3 separate regions of the Mus musculus genome follow, and all the other regions are linked to region 1. A link is a contact called in public HiChIP or PLAC-seq data. All regions are on one chromosome and are shown on one strand. The core of a region is the stretch at or near the end of the contact, and the rest is flanking DNA. Distances in the headings are between cores, read along the strand shown. Region 1 has its middle 19 kb from the start of Lrrc51. Region 2 overlaps Rnf121 (ring finger protein 121). Region 3 holds the start of Folr1 (folate receptor 1 (adult)).

Evidence for each region. HiChIP or PLAC-seq counts read pairs in DNA pulled down with a chosen protein or histone mark.
Region 2: an H3K27ac HiChIP or PLAC-seq map of embryonic stem cells shows a contact between it and region 1, with 7 read pairs. The contact joins two enhancer-like sites. A contact is called at or near these places in 17 of 39 promoter capture datasets (the C10 cell line, the HPC-7 cell line, Sertoli cells and 11 more), 3 of 15 datasets of contacts at CTCF or cohesin (CD8 T cells, the NIH/3T3 cell line and pro-B cells), 12 of 484 Hi-C or Micro-C datasets (3T3-L1-derived adipocytes, B cells, the G1E-ER4 cell line and 6 more), 11 of 115 datasets of contacts at active chromatin or transcription factors (CD8 T cells, the SCID.adh cell line, bone marrow-derived macrophages and 4 more) and 4 of 9 other capture datasets (adipose tissue, liver, macrophages and 1 more).
Region 3: an H3K27ac HiChIP or PLAC-seq map of embryonic stem cells shows a contact between it and region 1, with 9 read pairs. The contact joins the promoter of Folr1 here to the enhancer-like site in region 1. A contact is called at or near these places in 5 of 39 promoter capture datasets (the 3T3-L1 cell line, the C10 cell line, the HPC-7 cell line and 1 more), 2 of 484 Hi-C or Micro-C datasets (both in embryonic stem cells), 5 of 115 datasets of contacts at active chromatin or transcription factors (bone marrow-derived macrophages, embryonic stem cells and microglia) and 3 of 9 other capture datasets (adipose tissue, liver and pancreatic islet).

What each region holds. Positions count from the first base shown.
Region 1 is chr7:101,939,098-101,941,780 of GRCm38.p6, reverse strand. It overlaps a transcript of Numa1 not described here. Among named protein-coding and RNA genes, the nearest start is that of Lrrc51, 19 kb to the right of the region's middle. Within about 2 kb of position 1,365, at least 10 of the 459 cell types and tissues checked have an H3K27ac peak or open chromatin away from gene starts, as enhancers often do. A contact at or near this core is called in embryonic stem cells, where this site is marked.
Region 2 is chr7:102,021,275-102,023,957 of GRCm38.p6, reverse strand. It overlaps Rnf121 (ring finger protein 121), which reads left to right. Exons shown (of 9, transcript NM_029211.3): 8 at 545-646. Among named protein-coding and RNA genes, the nearest start is that of Il18bp, 4.4 kb to the right of the region's middle. Within about 2 kb of position 1,352, at least 7 of the 459 cell types and tissues checked have an H3K27ac peak or open chromatin away from gene starts, as enhancers often do. A contact at or near this core is called in embryonic stem cells, where this site is marked.
Region 3 is chr7:101,869,457-101,872,139 of GRCm38.p6, reverse strand. Folr1 (folate receptor 1 (adult)) reads left to right here and starts at 1,352. Exons shown (of 7, transcript NM_001252554.1): 1 at 1,352-1,531. It overlaps Gm35597 (a long non-coding RNA gene), which reads right to left and starts at 1,429. Exons shown (of 3, transcript XR_378387.3): 1 at 469-1,429.

The sequences.
Region 1 (2,683 bases), core at 116-2,615:
GTATGCTTCAGTGGAAGAGGCCTAGAAAATATATTTGTTCCCCAGCACTGCAAAAAGGAAAATAGGGGTACAGAAGGCAGTTCTACACTAAGATGGATTTTTCTGCCTTTGGTAATGGTTTCATTCTTGCACATGCTCATTTTGAATCTGAACACTTCTTGATAAGCTTGGTGTATAATAGGTAAAAATCAATGACCTCAGAACCTTCTGGCCATCTGTTCTTATCAATTACACACAAATATCAAAACAGCCCTTGCTCAGTTCTGTTTAGGCATCGGGGTAGGGCTGTGTCTGCAGCCCAACAATTCTACAGTTCTTAGTTCAAGGCATTCATCCCACTTCCAAATCTCACAAATAAAAATAAACTTCCAGGGCTGGAGAGATGGCTCAGCAGGTAAGAGCACTGACTGTTCTTCCAGAGTTCAATTCCCAACAACCACATAGTGGCTCACAACCATCTGTAATGGGATCTAATGACCTCTTCTGCTGTGTGCTCACATACATTAAATAAATAGATAGATGATAGATAGATAGATAGATAGATAGATAAAGAAATCTTCCAAAAGGAAATGTTTCTTAGTGAGCCATCAGGTAAAATCTCACTCTGACAGAGTAAGACTGGCTTTAGACTAAGATTCAGACCTTACAATTAGTCATCATGTGCTTGAACTTGGACCAACAAAAGAGTCCTTTGTGCTTCTTCCTCTAAAGGAGAAAAGTACCACACAGGAACAGAACACATATACCTATTCGTGTGCCTGAAAGCTTCCCTTGACCTGAATACGCACCATACACAGACACAGGTAAGATATCCACAGCGCAGAGTCTCCCTACTCCCTCCCTTACCGGCAAAGCTCCCTCCCCATAACAGACTTGAGAGAGTAGTAAGACTTGACAAACCCAGAACTTTGGAAACAAAAGACTAAGCCACACACAAAGAAAAGGAAAAAAAGATATAAATATGGATTAAATCAAGTTGGTAAATTATGTTTTCAGGAGGCAGTTTCATACTTCCACCCCCACCAAAAAAGGATAATATTATGCTGAAATTAAAACAAATACCATCGCTGGGCAGTGGTGGCACACGCCTTTAATCCCAGCACTTGGGAGGCAGAGGCAGGTGAATTTCTGAGTTCGAGGCCGGCCTGGTCTACAGAGTGAGTTCCAGGACAGCCAGGGCTACACAGACAAACCCTGTCTCGAAAAAAAGAAAAAAAAAAAAGAAAGAAAGAAAAAGAAAAAAGAAACAAGCCTGAGAACGTAATCTGTAGCTGAATCTAAGCTGCACCCAAATACCTTTCTGGTCCATGCCCTAGAGTTACTCCCTAGATACTTCCTAGCAATAGGCAATGAAGATTAGTCTGATTGTCTCAGCACCCACCTGTCAGCTTACAATAGTCATTCAGTTAGATGCTTGCCAGGCTATAAACCCCCTGCTTACTGGCCATTTCCGATAAAACCTTTTTCTTCGAGGACTCCAAGACTGGAGCAGTTTCACCTGCCTATCCTGCTCCATCAGGGTCAGAGGTGAGTAGGCCTGAGCTTGAATAAAAGAGACCCTTGTGCAATTGCATCAGAATCAGCTCCTTGATGGGTTGGGGGTCTTGAAAACAGACACAACATTTTGGAGTGTTGGCCAGGAAAGCCTCCACCCAAAGGGTCTCGATACTGGTAATTTCTGTTCACAGGTTTGTGTACCACTACAGAATTCTGTTTGTGTCTGCACAGCACTGTGGTAACTTTAGTTCCAGGTGGCATCCAGGTAGCTTTGGTTCCGGGTGTCTGCACAGCACTATGGTCTATGTCTGTCAGTGTGTAATTCTGTTCTGTTCCAGGTCTCTGCACAGCACTTCGAACTTTGGTTCCAGGAAGCAATGAGGTAACTTTGGTTTAGGGTGTCAGCGATGCAGTCTGTGTTGTTGTTTGTATGTAAACTGAGAGGTGCCATATCTGTCAGACTTGAGAATTGGTTTTGAATCTGTAATTGTGATCAGAGGTAGCTGAAGCTGATGCACTGGAACCAAACGGAGCTCGAAGACATTCCAGACCCCAATCAGTAGACTTTGCTGTCTCAATCTAGGATTGGATGCTGGACTCAGAGAGCCATGGGTGCTACCTTCTGGTTATTTCTCATTCCCTCTTGACAGAGAGCATTTTTCTTGTGTTTTGGTTGTTGTCCTCACTGTCAGGACTAATTGTCTACCCTTGAGTTTCTCATTACAGGGTGACTTTGACTCTGACAGATGCTAACATGGGACAATTACCTTCAACTCCACCTAAATTGTTTCTTAGCCACTTTAAGGATGTTAAAACTAGGGGACACAATCTCTGTCACCATTGGGAAAGATAAACTAACCATATTTTTCAAGCCAGGATGACCCACCTTTAACACTGGCTGGCCCCAGTAGGGGCGGGGGGGGGGGGGATACTTTGACCTGGGAATGGTCCAAGGGATCAAGAAAGTCATCTTTTTTAAGATTTATTTATTTATTTTATTTATATGAGTACATCACCATTGCTCCCTTCAGACACACCAGAAGAGGGCATCAGACCCCATTACAGATGGTTGTGAGCCACCATGTGGTTGCTGGGAATTGAACTCAGGGCCTCTGGAAGAGCCTGAGCCATCTCCCCAGCCCCAAGAAAGTCATTTTTAGACCCAAACCTGGCCACCCAGACCAAA
Region 2 (2,683 bases), core at 103-2,602, 82 kb before region 1:
GAGGGTGGTGGTTACTATAGTGTGTTGTCCAGAATTGGACGGAGTGTAGGTGAGCCACAGCAGAAACTGCAGCGTTCCTCAGCCTTTGCAGACTGGCACTTTCCTCTTCAGTGAAAGGTAGTTATGGACTGCCAGGCCATAGAAAACCCACAGCTGCAGCTAGGGAGGCTGCTCAAGCTGACACGTGTCACAAGGGAAGGAAACCCTCCCTCTAATGGAATGGTTGAGTGAGTCAAATCCCCTACTGAGAGTAGCATCGTTCATTTGATCTTGTATTTACTAAGCTCCCATTCTATGCCACATTGGGTATTGGGTATTCTCTCTGTCTTGGCTCATACCAACCATGTAAATAAGGATCACTGCCCTCACCCCCTGTAAGGAAACATTCAGAGAACAGGGACCTGCCCCAGATCACACAGTGGTAGGAAGTAATGGCACAATCTGAACCTTTCTCTAGAGCTGATGCTCTGGCTCCTGGAGATCCAGGATGAGGCTAAAGTGCCAGTCTGGCTTTCAGTCACTTCCCTTGACCAATGGTGCTCAGATTCCATGAATTCTGTATTCGAGGCTGGTGCATCGTGGGAAAGAAGCAGACATGTCCCTACTGCAAGGAGAAGGTGGACCTGAAGAGGATGTTCAGCAATCCGTATCCTTTGGGTCCTTGTTGAGAGTGGGTGGTGGGAAGAAAGTCTACTGCTTCCAGCATTCAATTTGGTTTCTGTTCTAGGGAAGTGGGATGTCCTAAATCGCTAGTGGAAGCAGCCACTGCCACTTGTCATGTGTTTGCTCCCTCTCTATCAAGTTCTTCACCTGTGTCAGCTCACTTGATTCGCTAGCAACTTTCAGAGACTGAGCCATGTCCACTGTTATTTCACCAGTGAGTGACGCCTTACCCATGCTGTGCAACTGCAGGCCACCTTCACCTGTGCAGGCAGGGCCTGAGGGGCAGGGAGCTGGCAGACACCTTTCTCCGTTCACTTCTAGTGAAGGGCCTGTTTTACTTCGCACTGTCCTCCTACCCAGCCATTTCTCTGGCCTCACTTTCACTTGCAAGGATCCAGCTCTGTTTCAGCTCCTGTCCCAGCTGCCCTTGTGTTCTGTGGAACCAGCAGGACTGGATTCAGATAAGGGAACATAGGAGTACACTGCCACAGTCTCTGAACAAGAGACTCTGGCCTTTCCCATTTCAGGTTTTCTACATGGTCCTTCTAGGGCTGCTCCCTGAACACTTATGGTCATCTGGCCTTGCTGGGGTTTATGGCTGCCCTTAGCTCTTAGAGACCCAGGCCAGGCTGATATTTTTGATGCCTTTAGAGCAGTGCTCCACCCATTTCAACAGCTTCTCCACAGATTTTGCTCCCAGCAAGCTCTGCAGGCATTCTCTCTCTTCAGACCCCTTCCTTTCCCTCATTTACAAGTAAAAGGAAAGGAAACGCCACAAAAGACATTTTGGCCTTAGTAGGGCCTACTTCAAGTCTCTGTCCGGGTGGACTCCTTATGAATAACCTGTTGGCTCCTTTTCTCTCTGACTGTCCTGTTCTGTGACATTATTCCTGGGTAGATATTAAGAAACATTTACTCACTCCAGATAAGGAACTAATGACAAAACACCCAAGTCCAACTTAGTGAACCAGTGAGTTGTATTGGTGTTTCTTATCAGTGAGGGGTTATTTGTAGGGGCAGAAATGACTCAAAGCTGCACCATCAAAAGCTACTATAGATGATGGCTGCTGAAAGTCACAAGCCTAAAACTCCCTGCAATTCACTTGGCCTGAGCTCCTCTGGTCAGTTCGGCTGGTCTTAAAGTCTTCCAGGCAGCTCAACTTAACTCAGAGTCTGCTAGGAAACTCATCAGCAATTTTCACTGCCTATAGACTTTTGAGGAAAGAGTGGCCTAGTGTATTTGGTTGATTTCAGGGACTTCCTGAAGCTTTTGAATTGTTTACTTTCTGGGCTTAAGGAGCTTCCCTGCTGGGTGGGATGTTTTAGCTCTAGAATAGTTTACTTCTTAACAAGCTTCCTGCCAAGATGAAAGAAAGCTTTTATCTAGAAGGAAATTTGTACACATGTCAATAGACTCAGTCTTTTTCTTGATGGAGAAAACCTTAAATTTTGTACAATGCAAGAACCTTCTGGGGCCCAGGAATATAGTTAGCTCAGTGGAAAGTACTTACTAGGAGACTACTAGTTAGCTGGGGTGGGGGTTGCGCACCTTTAATCCCAGGATTTGGGAGGCAGAGGCAGGTTGATCTCTGAGTTTGAGCCAGGTTGGTCCCCAGAGTGAGTTAGCCTTAACTATACAAAGAAACCCTGTCTGGAAAAGGCAAAAAAAGTGGGGGAGGGGCAGGTAACTATAACCTATTCCCAGCCTTTTCTGCCATGGGTTTGTAGAGTGTCATGTCTGTCAGACTCAGGCTAGGCTGTTTGTCATTTCTGAGAAGGTGGTGTATCTATTTTACCCCTCCACTTCTCATTTCTGTCTCCAGTCCCCTCTGCTCTCCTTCTTTTGATTTTCTGGGTTCAGCTTTTCATTCCAACCTAGAGAGCTGAAGAGAATCTGGGTAGCTTGATTTTTACTAGGCTATGGAACAGCTTAAAAGTCTTGGCAGGGGCTGGAGAGATGGCTCAGTGGTTAAGAGCACTGACTGCTCTGCCAGATGGTCCTGAGTTCAATTCCCAGCAA
Region 3 (2,683 bases), core at 103-2,602, 70 kb after region 1:
CAGCCTGGTCTACAAAGTGAGCTCCAGGACAGCCAGGGCTATACAGAGAAACCCTGTCTCGAAAAACCAAAAAAGCAAAAAAAAAAAAAAAAAATGTTTAGAAAGAGAGAAAGAAAGAAAGAAAGAAAGAAAGAAAGAAAGAAAGAAAGAAAGAAAGAAAGAAAGGCAGACTTTTATCCCAACAGTCGGGAGGCAGAGGGCAGGTGGATCTCTGAGTTCGAGGCCAGCCTGGTCTACAGAGTGAGTTCCAGAGCAGCCAGGGCTACACATAGAAACCCTGTCTCAAAAAGAAAAGAAAAAAAAAATCAGGCAGGAGAAGTAGTGTGGAGTCATAAGCCTTAGAATGCTGCTCCAGGATGCCTGATAGACTTCTCTCAAGCAAACGAACGACACCAGACTTGTAGACAAACTCCAGTGTCCACAGCCCTGAACAGTGTGAATGGCGCACATCGGGGGCCCGATACTCACCAAAGCTCAGGATTCTCTCCCCTGCAATCTGGAGGCCTTCTCTTGCTTCCTGGCCTTTAATCCCACTGTTGGATGTGGGGGGTTGTCAAACACCTTCCTGTTTTTTCAGCCTGGTCACAAGACACTAGCAGGCTGGGCCAGACTAGACACTGACAGTCAGTTTTGCTGATAATAAGCTGCTATCTCAGGGAGATACTTCTTGGACTGGCTCCAAGGTGACTGTGAAATTCTGTCCCTCCCTAGTGGTCAAATGATCTCAACACTTAGGCTCCGGATGGGTACAACACTTCAACATTCAGGGCATTAGGGCTCAAATGCAGTCAAATAGCTGATGGAGGTCCTACACAAGCTGCCTAGCTCTCCTAGCATCCCCCAGTCTCTGCTTGTTTTCAGGATCCTCCTGGTTGGCGTGCCTGGTTCCCTGACCTAAACCTTCTCCAGCCCAGGGCCTGGGCCACCCTTCTTCTAGTGGTTCTTCTCTATAGAATGCAGTCATTTTGGCTAAGCTGGTCTTTTTACCCTTTTGCACTTTTGGTCTCATGGCTTTCCCCTCTCCCCTCCCATGACCCAGCTCAGGGTCTTGTTCACTCTGGGCCCTTCCAAATGCTTTTCTGGCTAGGCTCTTCTCCATATCTACAATAAACTTTCTCCTCCACCATACCTAGGGGCTGTCATGGCCTCCTTTTTATTTCTTTTTTTCCTCACTCAGGCAGGAGCTGAGGCAGGGCAGGGTGTTCACTCCAGGCCCCAGCTCAATCTTCACCTCAAATCCTCACTGGAAAGGTTAATTATTCAGAAGCTGTAGAGCTCAGGAGCATCACCCAGGGGGCAAACCTCACTCTTGCAATAGAGGAGCCATAAAGGCCAGTTAATAATCAGCCCCGGGGCAGAGACAGCTTAGAAGGGCCTCCAGCTTTAGGCTTTATAGATACCTGGCCCACCCTTCCCCAGTCAGCAGGCTGATCTGGAAGTATAAACAAGAAAGGAGGCTGACGGCTCTAGAAGTCCCCAACCTGTTGTGATCTTCAGTAGACAAACACTCCTGGTGTGTCACAGGATTCAGGTACATGGCAGTGGCCAGGGCGAAGGGTAGCAAGACAGAACCAGGGACCTCCTGGGAGCCTGTCTCTCTTTGTAGGGCCTTGTTCTTTGGCTAATTTTCCCCCAGAGTCCAAATTGCCTCCTCTCTCTCCTTCCTCCTTCCCTTCTTCCTTGCCTTCCTTCCCCTCCTTCCTTTTCTCTTTCTCCTGACATTCACCAATGTAGTGGTCTCTACTATCTCACTTAAATTTCGGTTGAGACAGCTCCCACATCTATGTCCAATTTGGAGCCTTCCTCTGGGGCCACACACGCACAGGTAACTGATCAACAACTCCGAGTCTCCTGCTCAAATCTACTCCCCACTCCTTTATCCAACAGCAGCGCCATCCTGGGCTCCCAGTAAGGGATGGGTGGGGGACGGGGTCCTGTTTTGGCTGCAGTGAAATGTGGGTGATGTCAAAATTAGCTCAGATCCTTAAGGGTTCCCCCCACGCCCCCACGCCTGTAAAGATCTGTCACAGGAGTGGGAGGTGAGCAAGTGGAGAAGGAAAGGAAGCCTGGGCTTCCACAGCACTGAGGCTCTCGTCAGAAAGGTTAGGCCATCAGGGTCTTGTGACTGGAAGTGGGTGATAGCCTGGCTGGTGAGGTTGGGGGAACTTGTAGCTGAGAGAAGTTGGGGACATGGGATCTTCTGATTCTATACAACAGGCCTGGAAGTTGCAAGCCTGTGTTCTAGTGACAGTCCTGCCATTGGCTCTGGTGTGGTCCTCTGGGGCTCATCCTATTCATGTGTATAATAGGACATGGGTGTTGGTAGTGGATGGATTATTTTAAAGGATCTTAGCAGCTCAAGACACAATGTGAGGTGTTTGTTTGTTTGAGACAGGGTCTTTCAGTGTAGCCTTGACTATCCTGGAACTCTCTCTGTAGATCAGGCTGGTCTCAAACTTACAAAGATCTGCCTGCCTCTGCTTCCCGAGTGCAGGGATTAAAGGCATGCACCACCACAGCCCGGCTGTTTGTTTATTTATTTGCAATGCTGGGATTGAAACTGGGGCTTCACACATACTAGGCATGTGCCACCACCCAGCTGTTTGTTTATTTGTTTACTTGCAATGCTGGGGATTGAACCCAGGGCCTCACACATGCTAGGCCAGCCTTTGCCATACACATC